2 separate regions of the Triticum aestivum genome follow, and region 2 is linked to region 1. A link is a contact called in public Hi-C data. All regions are on one chromosome and are shown on one strand. The core of a region is the stretch at or near the end of the contact, and the rest is flanking DNA. Distances in the headings are between cores, read along the strand shown.

Region 1 (5,394 bases), core at 1,169-3,668:
ATGAAACAGGAGAAAACCCAAAATGATGAAGCTAACAAAGCAGCCGCCAAGGATGGACATGATCTAACTTTCGGCCATTGTAGGCCAGGAAAGAGAAGCCATATATGTGCATCGGATCAATTTTCATGAAGAACAATGGAAATTTCGACAATGGTTCATGTATTTTATGTTTCGTGGTAAGCTGCATTGCTGCAAGAATTTTCCTAAGCTTTAAACAAAGACACTTGTATTTTTTTTTCTCAAAGCAACTTGGGATGAATTTATATAATCAGTAAAACTGTAGAATACAATATGCTCGTACTAACTACTACTCCCTCCGTCCACTATTATAAGATGTTTTGGATATTTCAATATGGACTACATACAGACTGAAATGAGTGAAAAAACACACTAAAGCATGTCTACATACATCATCTTATAATAGTGCACAGAGGAAGTAACTCCCTTATGGCCTTATGTTTTGATTCAAATATACACTGTTAGAATTTCGCACCACATAGCATCTATGCACTAATTCAACTGTAAGATTTACAGAAGAATTTCAGTATATCTCGCATTAACAACTGCCGAGACGTTGAGTTTACATTGCAATGTTTGACATATTCCACACACCAACCATTTTATTAGATAACAGAAACTTATCGCTCTTGGAGGATCGGAACATTCAAGTGGTACAAAGTGGAAAAGTATCATATATACCTCCTCAGTGACGACGCCACTGCGACGGAAGTAGCGCCATGCGCTGATAGGATATCCTCCATTACAACCGCTACCACATAGAAAACCACAGCAAGCCAGTAGGTCATTGACCGAAAGTGTGACGCTCTGCAAGGAGTACAAACAGCAACTTGGTTATGTAAGGATAAGGACCAAACGTGCCTGTTTGAAAGTAGTTTGAGAGCAGATACATCGTTCATATGCACTCACCATGTTGAGATGAATACAGAAACGATCCTGGAGAGCTTCCACGGCAGCAAAGGCCCAACAGGCACCACAGTGACCCTGCCATTGTTAACCAATACATACATAATACCTTGAGCACCTTGCATGATTCAGTAAGCATTCATGGAGCTAACAATTTAAGGTAGTGTGAATATTCTTACTTGATCTGCTCATGAGATTCCGCGTTTTTCCAGTGTATTGGAAAGGTGGAGAGGAAATGGAGTGAGTCAAAGTAATCAAAAGGATGCAGGTAACCAATTTCTGGATGAAACTTGAAAGTGGGTCAACATTGGGTTATCTTGTTGAACTTACCAAGTATGTTCCCAATTGTGCTGCAACTGGACCATTGAGTTCTAGCGTCAAACTCCTTGGGGAGACCCACTGATTCTGGATGGGTTTTGATCGGAACACCAGCGAGCAAACCCGGAGGCGTTGGCTTCACTCCCAGGATATGCTTGAATTGCTCAATCTGCATGGAAGAGGGTGATTTTCAGGTCAGAATACAAGGAAGAAAAAAAAATGTTGCCTTGGTGACAACAACAGGAGGGCATTGCTGTTTAGTTTTACAGTGTAGTTTGCGAAGTAGGGGTTGTGTCCAGCCGTCCACCCGGCATTGGGATGCTTGTTGACCGTCTGAATGATGTCTTTCTGCGACAGTACAATACAACACCATATCATGAAGAGTAATACAAACAATAGATTTAGAGATGGTGTCAATTTGAGTGGGACTAAAAGTCACCTGGATGATTCCTAGGGAATGCTCTGCCTTGGCTGCTCCGACTAGCTGCATGGACATAGAGATGTCAAGCAAATATGTACTACTACCTCCTATCCAAATTAATTGTCGCAGCTCTAGTACAACTTTAGTATAATTTGGATAGGAGGGAGTATGTGATTTGGCTAACTGCGTAACATCGTGATCCTATCCATTCGATGTTACTTGCTAGGATCAGGTTTTTGTTCTTACGCGCACACACAAAAACAGAATTTTGTTTCAGAGCTACTCTATTCTACTTTCAGTTTCAGTGTTGGCATAAGCTTATCAGGGAAAGGCGTGGCCTAAGCTGGCTCGCCATCGAGCTCCAACAGCACGGCGCGGGAGGCCCCTCCGCTGCGGGTCCTCCCGGCGAGGACGGTCGGGGCCCATTAAGCTTGCGATCCTCAAAGTTTCCCTAAACGGAAAACCGTACCCTGCTAAATTGCTAATCTCCGCAAGTTTGGTAACGAACCAGACCGGATCTGTGAGAGTTGACTCGAGCGGCGACGGGATCGATCGGGGGAGAAGAAGCGAACCTGCGGGGCAGCAGCGACGGCGGAGAGGACGACGGCGGCGAGCAGCGCAAGGGAGACGCCCGCGCCCCCCCATCTTCCTTCTTCCTCGACGGGGAAGCAAAGCAAAGCAGGAGTAGCTGGCTAGCTGCTGCTGTCAGGAGAGTCGCTTTGATTCTCCTCTTCGCCCACGCAGCCTTTTTTATTGGACGGAGATGACGCGCGCGGTCCCTTTCCGTTCCTGGCCAATCTCGCTGCGTGGCGTGCGGCGTCAGCATCCGGCAACGGCGCGGGTGCTGCCACGCCAGAATCAACGGCTTGCTGTTTAAAACGTAGTACTAGTATATATCAGCTTTATTCTCTCTCTCTCTCTATTTTGCGAGAGTATATCATCAGCTTTATCTGCGTTGCTGTTGCTTCGGGGTCTCTTTGGTTGAAAATGATTTACAGGAGAGTTTTAGAGGATTCTAATTCTTATGATTTTTTCCCTGTGCGTGTTCTTTGGTTTGTAGGGTCATGTTTTTCTTCTTAAGACTCGTTTCATTTGTTCATACTAGATTTCAAAGGAAAATTCCCACACTCCAACCTTGAAGAATTTCATGTTTTCCCTGTGCACAATCATGCAGTGATGTGAAAGCAGCTCGGGCACCCAAACCCTCCTCAAACACCCAGGCGGCCCACTCGGTCACTGACTGGTCACGAAATTTCAACCCAGTCGAGCACCTCAAACGGACCCCAAACGCCCGGGCTGACTGGCACCTCTCATATCGAACCTAAATATGGGGCGGATAAGAGGGCGTTCGGGCGGGCCGGGCACGTCCATCACGTCGGACCCGGCCCACACTGGCCCACTCGACCCCACATATATTCCTTCCCATCCACTCGCCGGACCAAACCCTATCCACTTCACTCCACTCCCCTTTGCCCCCCTCCGCCACCCAAGCTCATCTCCAGCGCCGTCCGACCGTCTCCGGCACGACGGGCAGCGGATCCGAGTCCTTCACCTCCAGATCCGTCGACCCCGAGCTCATCCCACGCGGCCCAGAGGAGCAAGATGGCCATCCGGCTTGCGCTCCGCCGCTCCCGGGAGGAGGCCCGTGCACGGCAGCGCTCGGACTCCTTCCGTTGGAAATCCATTGCGTCCGCCCAAATGATGCATGGATCCGGCGCTAGGGCAGCCGTCGCTGCCTCGCCGGAGGCGGTGCGATATGTATGGCGTCTGAACGCGAAGGCGGACGCGCAACCCCTCCGTTGGCGCCGAGCATCGGGACGCATCATAGGCCTCGTTCGACGAGAACATGGCATGGCGTGCCCTCGTGCAAGGCAGAGTGAATAGTATAAAACTACCACAATTCGCGTTAGGGTTCCAAAAAACTACCAAATTTTTGTTCGTGACTAATAACTACCAGAATCGATGTCGGCTGTTTCAAAAAACCCAAATCAACCGCTGCTAAGAAACTAAGCCGGTTTATGACAGGTCGGGCCCGCACCTAAACAAGCCGTCCGTTTGACTGTTTGTGTTGACCGTTAACTGATATGTGGGGCCCACATGTCAGTGTCCCTTCAAAAAAATTCGCATGTAAATTTTTTCTTGAACCCCTTGGTTCTTTTACATATTTAAAAATATGCCCTTATTTTTACAGAATAACCCCTATAAACATTTTTAAAAAGCAATCGAGTCCCTCAATCATTTTGAAAAAGCAATTTGGGCCAGAAAATCCCGTCGGCCATGCCGCCGCCGCGCGCCTCCTTGGCCATGTCGCCGCCGCGTGCCAAGTCAACGCCGGAGACCTGCGGGACCGGCCAGATCAGGCACAGGCCGCGCCGCCTGAGACCAGCGGGGCCGGCGCTCCACCGTCGTGCGGGAGGCCATGCTCCGGCAAGAGCCGCGCCGCCACGTGCCATGGAGGGGCGCACTGCCCACCTCCGATGCCCGCCTCCGCAGAGAGGCCGGCGACCTCCGCTGCCCGTCTCCGCGGCGAGGCCGGCTACCTCCGCTGCCCGCCTTCGCGGCGAGGCCGGCCACACCGCCACCACCTGCCGGCGCCGCCATGGATCGATCCCGTCGCCCATGTGGAGGCCCGCCTCCGCACTGAGGCCGGCCACACCGCCACCACCTCGAGGCTACGTCGCCATGGACCGGCGCATCGAGTTGCTCCCTGCGCCGCCCGTTCCAGCAACCTGGCCGGCGCTGTTCCTCAGGGTGGGCGCGGCCTCACCTCAGGGACCTGATTGCTTTAAGTACAAGGGGATTTAAGAGTTGTTTGTAAATGAGACACTGACATGTGGGCCCCACATGTCAGTTAACGGTCAAACAAACAGTCAAACAGACGGCTTGTTTAGGTGCGGGCCCGACCTCTTATAAAGCGGCTTAGTTTCTTAGCAATGGACGATTTGGGTTTTTTGAAACAACCGACGACGATTCTGATAATTATCAGTCACAAACAAAAATTTGATAGTTTTTTAGAACCCTAACGCGAATTGTGGTAGTTTTATGCTATTCACTCTGCAAGGCAGCGTAGCGTGCGACATCGTCATCCGGCAACGGCGCGGGTGCTGCCACGCCACAATCAACGGCTTGCTGATTAAAACGTAGTAGTATATCAGCTTTATTCTCTCTCTTTATTTTGCGGGAGTATATATCAGCTTTATTTGCGTTGCCGTTGCTTCGGGGCCTCTTTGGTTCAAATGGTTGGCAGGAGAGTTTTAGAGGATTCTACTAGTTCTTATGATTTTGTTTCCCTACGCGTGTTCTTTGATTTGTAGGGTCACGTTTTTTTTTCTTAAGACTTGTTTCATCTGTTCATACTAGATTTCAAAGGAAATTTCCCACACGTCAACCTTCCGTGAAGAATCTCATGTTTTTCTTGTGCCAATCATGTAGTGACGTGACTCTCCATTCCCGTGTTTTTTTACTATCACGCTTTTAAAATCTTACAAATAGGCCCTCGATGTTTCTGTCTGAGGGAATCCTTTTGCAATTTTGTACATTTGCTCTGTTGCGTGAAACACAAAACCATCCCATGCATTTCTTTCGGGGGATTTGTCAGAAGCCACCGACATGACATGACTAGCGTATATTTGCTCTGTTTAGTGAAACACAACACCATTCTATGGATTTCCTTCGGGGCATTTATTAGAAGGCATCGACATGACATGACTAGCCGAACACAATTAACTTAT
Region 2 (5,788 bases), core at 399-2,898, 790 kb after region 1:
GACGGAAAGGCTACGTACCTAGACAACGTGAACCCAGGCCCGGCCTCTGCCCCTGCACGGCGCCTGCTGCCGCGTGCTGTGCATCCCCTTTGTTTTGCCAGGGCCGGGCTACGTACGTACGCACCCGGCACCCTACAGAACGTAGCGGCAAACAGATTCCTCTGCGTCGCTGACAGCGCGAAATCCCACGCGCTGCGCCATCCTCCCTCGAAAACCGCTCATTCGCAGACGAATGCCCCCGATCCGGTAAATTTCCCGTGAGGAACTGCAGCATCGTATCATTCATCATTGGCCATTCATTTCATGCATGTCAAAAGAAGAAGAAGAAGGAGCCGCCGGCCAGTGCCACATCCCGGGTCTGCTCGCCACACCTGAACTTTTGCGATGTTTGTAGAGATAGATATCCCTCCCTCTAGACTCTGTACTTCTTCGTTCAGTCTTCGGCTACACCGTAGATGATCCCTCTGACTGTGTAGTTTTTTTTTGTCAGGTGTAGAGGAATTACTTACTGAATGCTGCAAAGGAAGTGGATGATGGGCCTGCATCGGATGCCGCCGGAGAGCTGCCAAAGGAGGCCCACACGCGCCACTTCGTTCCAGGCCCACTGCCCGAGAGCCAGCCCAGAGGGAAAACAAGCGCGACGCAACCACCAGCTGTATTTATTTTGGCACATGCACGCTACGTGTATATATACGCATAATTGCGTACAGATATTATATAGGTGGTGTGGTATAGAAACGTAGGAGTATATTGTTGGGTGGTGGTGGCCTGGGCATTTGGCACGTCGGGGCCGGCCGGCTCGGCCCCCCACGGCGTTCGGCTTGGCCGCACAGCTCAAAGCAGTTGTCCATCTCTTTGGGTCGGGGCGGGACCAGATACCCTCAACTCCAAGCTACACACACACACACACACACACCCGGCCCGGCTAGCTGCTCGCTGGTCCCCGAGTCCGACCCGGTGAACCAACCAGAATCGCAACAACAAGTTGGGAGATCTCCTGTGACAAGCCCCTCTGGCCTTCCATCCATCCCACCCAATTCCTCCTTAACCAAACCTCTTACTATTGTTCGTTCGTACTACTACGCCAAAGAGGAGATGGATTTTGATGGGAAACGAACGCACTTAAATACGCTCGGCCGGACGGTACCCTCCCTATTCTTCATCAATTACGTGCACGAGCATGGTCCATCCACTTAATTTCTCGCATAATTAGCCCATATTGTCGGGGGCTCAAATCAACAAAATCGTAGCTGCAGCCGCCGCAACCCATAAAATACGATTGTAGTGTTGCATGTGCACGAAGAAGAGTTGTGTATACAGAAAACATCTAAGCTAGCTCCCACATGTTAAAGGAAAAATAAGATATGTGGGTGCGGTGCGGGCTGCGGGGAGTGCATGCATATGCATGGCGGCAGAGCGGCCCACGTCGACGGGATGCCCAATCGCAGCGAGGCGCTGTCGGCTTTAATAATTTATTATGACCAGTGCCGTTATGGGCCTGCCCGGCTGGCCTACCACGGCGGCAAGTTGTTGCACCGGTGGTGTGTACGTACGTGATTCCCCTTCGCCTTCCCCTTCCCTCTCCCTCTCTACACACACATCGCTTTCTTATCTTTAGTACTCTCCTCTGTTTTCCCCTGTGGCACCGCACAGGCGAGAGAGAGAAGAGAGTGACAGCGAGATGTGTATATGCGGCATGTGTCTCTCTATGTGTGTGTGTGTGTGGGAGAGGAGAGGAGTTAAAAGGAGGTGAAGAAATGGGAATAATGGGAATGTGGGCCGGGGGGCCAATGGGCCATGCAATGCATGCAAGCAAGCAAAAGACCAGCCAGGAGGGGCATGTAGCCCTAGTGTCTTAAAAGGGCTGGGTGGCTACTGAATGAGTGTAGTAGCACTACTGACTTGACTCTGAGGAAGAAAGTGACTAACTGGAGAAAGATGTTGGGCATGCCGCCAGGTGCCATGGCCATATCATAGATATAATCACCACACCACACCACAGTGATTGAGGGCGCTGTGGGGGCTCATCTCATCCGGTTGCTCAGATCAGCTCGGATGCGGCAAACTGTGTGGGCCGCCGCCCTCTTGATAATGCTGGCTAGCTAGCTAGCTATGGGCCTATGGTGCCCACACCACACCGCACTCGTGGTGCTAGCATCTGACTATCTGGTATACATGTCTCATCTGCCCTACTCCAACAAGCAAGAATTGACCATTCAGAGCTCTACTTTACATGTTGTAGTTCATGCCTTAGTTTTCGCTTTCCATCGACCCCTGCGCTCCTCTCCCCAGATCGGGCCCCAGCTTAGCTTCTCACACTTGATTTTTAACACTGTCTGACTGTATTTTTTGTGTGTGGAACTGACTGAATGTATTAGGACTGCTATGGATCAGGAAAAAATCGCAATGGATAACAAATATCTAGCTATCGAGCGCTTGGAGTTATTGCAGGCATCTAAATTCTTCTGCAAACCAAGAATTGCCACTGGTACAAAACTGATCACCCTTCTTCCAGAGTGTCGATCGAATAATCGCTCGCTCGTATTGATTACGTTGACAAACTTGTCTGTCCAGATTGTTCAGGTGCACCAGATCGATCAGTCGACCCAACGAAATTATGAACAAGAAGAAGAGAAACAGTGACACACCATGAGCTTGTGGTCTAGAGCCGCACCTGCACCCTGAATATCTAACCTGAAGAAGAAACCGTCAATTTCGCTCCCCATCCCCGGCCCCGGCCGTCACATCGTGTGCCATGTGCCTGAAAATCTTGAGAAGCACGCACATTCGCTCAGGCACACGGACATATCCAAGCACAGTCGCCATCGCTCAGTACGTACGGGAATCGACCGATCCAGCTCCGATTAATAAGCAACCAAGTATCCATTCGATCATGTGTGGTTGTTCGTTCTCAGGCGGAGCGCCATTGCCTATATGGGGCATGCTGCCCCATAACGCTCGGTACGACACGATACGATCCGGCCTTGTTTAATTGGCAAGTGCACCGACGTAGTACGCATGCAGGGACCGGCCTGCCCCTTTCTTTGCAAAGAAGGGTTTCTCCAATCAGAGCCTCCTGCGAGGAGAAGGAAGTAACTCATCATTGGGCGCACTACACACGCCCACGTCGACGGATCATACAAAAATGTGGTGTATATGCAAAGGATTAAAGATAGATAGAGATATCAAAAGAGCCAATTAAAAAACCCGGAGAATCTAGAGAGCGAAAGACGCAAAGGAGAAAACCATAACGGCTCGTGATCACGCAGCGATCTCTCGATCAGTTTATCTTCCCTTTTTTCCCTCTTTAATTTGCAGCTGCAGATCGAGGACCGGTATATATGCATGCAGGAAAAGGCGGGTTTATGGGTCAGTTATGTCGTGTGTTGTGCCGCGCACTAGTGGAGAAAAGCCGCCTTTGATCCGTTCGTGGGGTGCGATTAGATTCGCTGATTAGGACGTAGTGATCGATCGACAAGGGCTAAGAAGGCTTACAAAATGTAGATATATATAAGTACCAGTAGATGTAATCAAGATGATGCCTACTAGCAGATGGTGCTGGATGATCTGGAAGACCGACGTCTGCCAAATTTGGCTTCGTTACTTGTGCATGCATATGCTGTTTGATCTCCCAATATGTTGCCAGCCTTCAAGTGCATGTGGAGTTGGCAGTTTCATAGTAGTAATGTTTTTTACTGGTGAAAATGATGTTATCATCTCTCTTTTAAGCAAATGGAAACTGCCATCCTTTTGGTGCACCTCGTTCCAACCTAGCTTAGATTAATAGCATTGTGGGAGTATTAGGTCATATCAAGGTACAGCTAACAATGGTATCACTTTCGTCCTTCGTTGACCCTGGTGCGGACAGCTTCATGCTACTTTCCTCGGGAGTAGATTCATCGAAAGAAGGACAATGGCGAAAGTGCTGGCTTGTCCGGGACTACCTGTCACTCTCGCGTGACAAGCGTGATTGGAGGCGTGGAAAAATAATGAGCAAAATATATCACCTGTACGACTTTTTTTTCTCGCAAAAAAAAAGAAAGAAGAGAGACACCAATAACTGGCGATCCTTTCATAGGGAGCTGCTCTCAAACCAACGTTTTCGTTCGTCAGGGGAGCAGCTCCCAGCGAACAATTCGGCCACCCAGAGGAGACCGCGCGGCGAACCTCCGTCGGGCCGGAGGCCCAGTTTACTGCATTTTTTATAAATGCCATATAAATAAATATTTTCTTATTATATAAACAGAGAAAAAAGAAATTATGAGCCGTGATATGAAACTGAAAATTGCCATGAGACTTTATAAAACTACCATGCTAGTATTACAAATGGCAGTAAAAGAAAATGCCACCTCTCAATATTAAAAATGTTGTCCCTCTTAAATTAATAAAAATGCCATCCTCACGATAATAAAAATTTCAATCCTATTATAAAATAAAATAATGCCATGCTCTTATAAATAAAACTGCTATCCTCTAATAATAAAATTACCATCCTCTTATCTTACAAATAAAAAATTCCATCCTCTTATAATAATACTGTCATCCTCTAATAAAAATGCTATCCTCACAAAAATAAAAATGCCATCCTATTATAAAAAACAGCATGCTCATATAAAATATAAAAATGACATCCTCTTATCCTATAAGCAAAAAATGTCATCCTCTTACAATAAAAATACCATCATCTTAAATAATAAAAATGCCATCATAAAAAATATTATAAAAAATGGCTTTCTCTTACAAAATAAAATTGCCATCATCTAATAATAAAAATGGCATCCTCTTATAATGAGAAATGATATCTTCTTATAATAAAAATGCCATCCCTCTTATAATAAGAAATGCCATCTTCTTATAAATAAAACTGCACCTCAGAAAGTAAAATGGAGAATTCCACACAAAGGACCCGAGGATTACGGCATACTGAAACATCGTCTTAACATTTTCAGCCCGACTTGAGGGGCTAGAATTTCACCATATCCCAAGGATAGGAATCAAGCTGCAGATATCCTTACCAGAATGGGCGCTAAACGCGACAAAGTTCCGGAAAACACCTTCCTGGAACGACTTTTTAAACCATCTGTATCCTGGCAAGACGGGGATAAGGTAGTCAAATCAAATGACACCGAAGAGTTCATCCCTACGACCATCGAACCAGACGAGGAAATAGTCGGGGGCTCGGCCATCGAAGAGACATCCTCGGCCCATGAAATCATGGCGGTGATTGCGCCATGGACAAAACCACTCCTCATATACCTACTCCGAAAAGAGTTGCCCGATGACCAAACTGATGCATGTCGGATCATTAGAAGATCCAAAACTTATTAGGTCTATGAAGGCGAATTATATATATATATATAAAATGTCACGGGAGTACTCCAACGATGCATATCTAAGGAGGAAGGCAAGTAGCTCCTTTCGAAGATTCTCTCGGCATGGGCGGCCATCACGCCGCACCTCGGACCTTGGTAAGCAAGGCTTTCCGAGCTGGATTTTACTGGCCAACCGCTAGAGCAGACACAAAGACACTAGTCCAAAGATGTGCTGGGTGTCAGGTTTTTGCAAATCAAAGTCACATGCCCACTGCAGCTCTTCGGACTATTCTGATCACTTGGCCATTCGCAGTTTGGAGGCTCGACATGGTCGGCTCACTTAGAGAGGGGAGAAAAAGAAGTATCTACTCGTCATGGTAGATAAGTTCACAAAATGAATCGAGGCAAAACCAGTGACCTCAGCCAAAGTGGGGCTGGTGCCCGATTTCATATTCGGCGTAGTTCACCATTATGGT

What was found. Hi-C and Micro-C count contacts between places; a contact is called where the count stands out from the background.
Region 2: a Hi-C map of leaf shows a contact between it and region 1, with 4 times the contacts expected there. The contact joins the enhancer-like site here to the promoter of LOC123096004 in region 1. A contact is called at or near these places in 2 of 5 Hi-C or Micro-C datasets (both in leaf).

What each region holds. Positions count from the first base shown.
Region 1 is chr4D:37,647,757-37,653,150 of IWGSC CS RefSeq v2.1, forward strand. LOC123096004 (cathepsin B-like protease 2) reads right to left here and starts at 2,419. Exons shown (of 11, transcript XM_044517584.1): 1 at 2,236-2,419; 2 at 1,682-1,722; 3 at 1,510-1,590; 4 at 1,255-1,411; 5 at 1,104-1,108; 6 at 928-1,002; 7 at 700-825. The coding sequence starts at 2,308.
Region 2 is chr4D:38,433,568-38,439,355 of IWGSC CS RefSeq v2.1, forward strand. No RefSeq gene overlaps it. Among protein-coding and RNA genes, the nearest start is that of LOC123096010, 78 kb to the right of the region's middle. Within about 2 kb of position 1,649, at least 7 of the 8 cell types and tissues checked have an H3K27ac peak or open chromatin away from gene starts, as enhancers often do. A contact at or near this core is called in leaf, where this site is marked.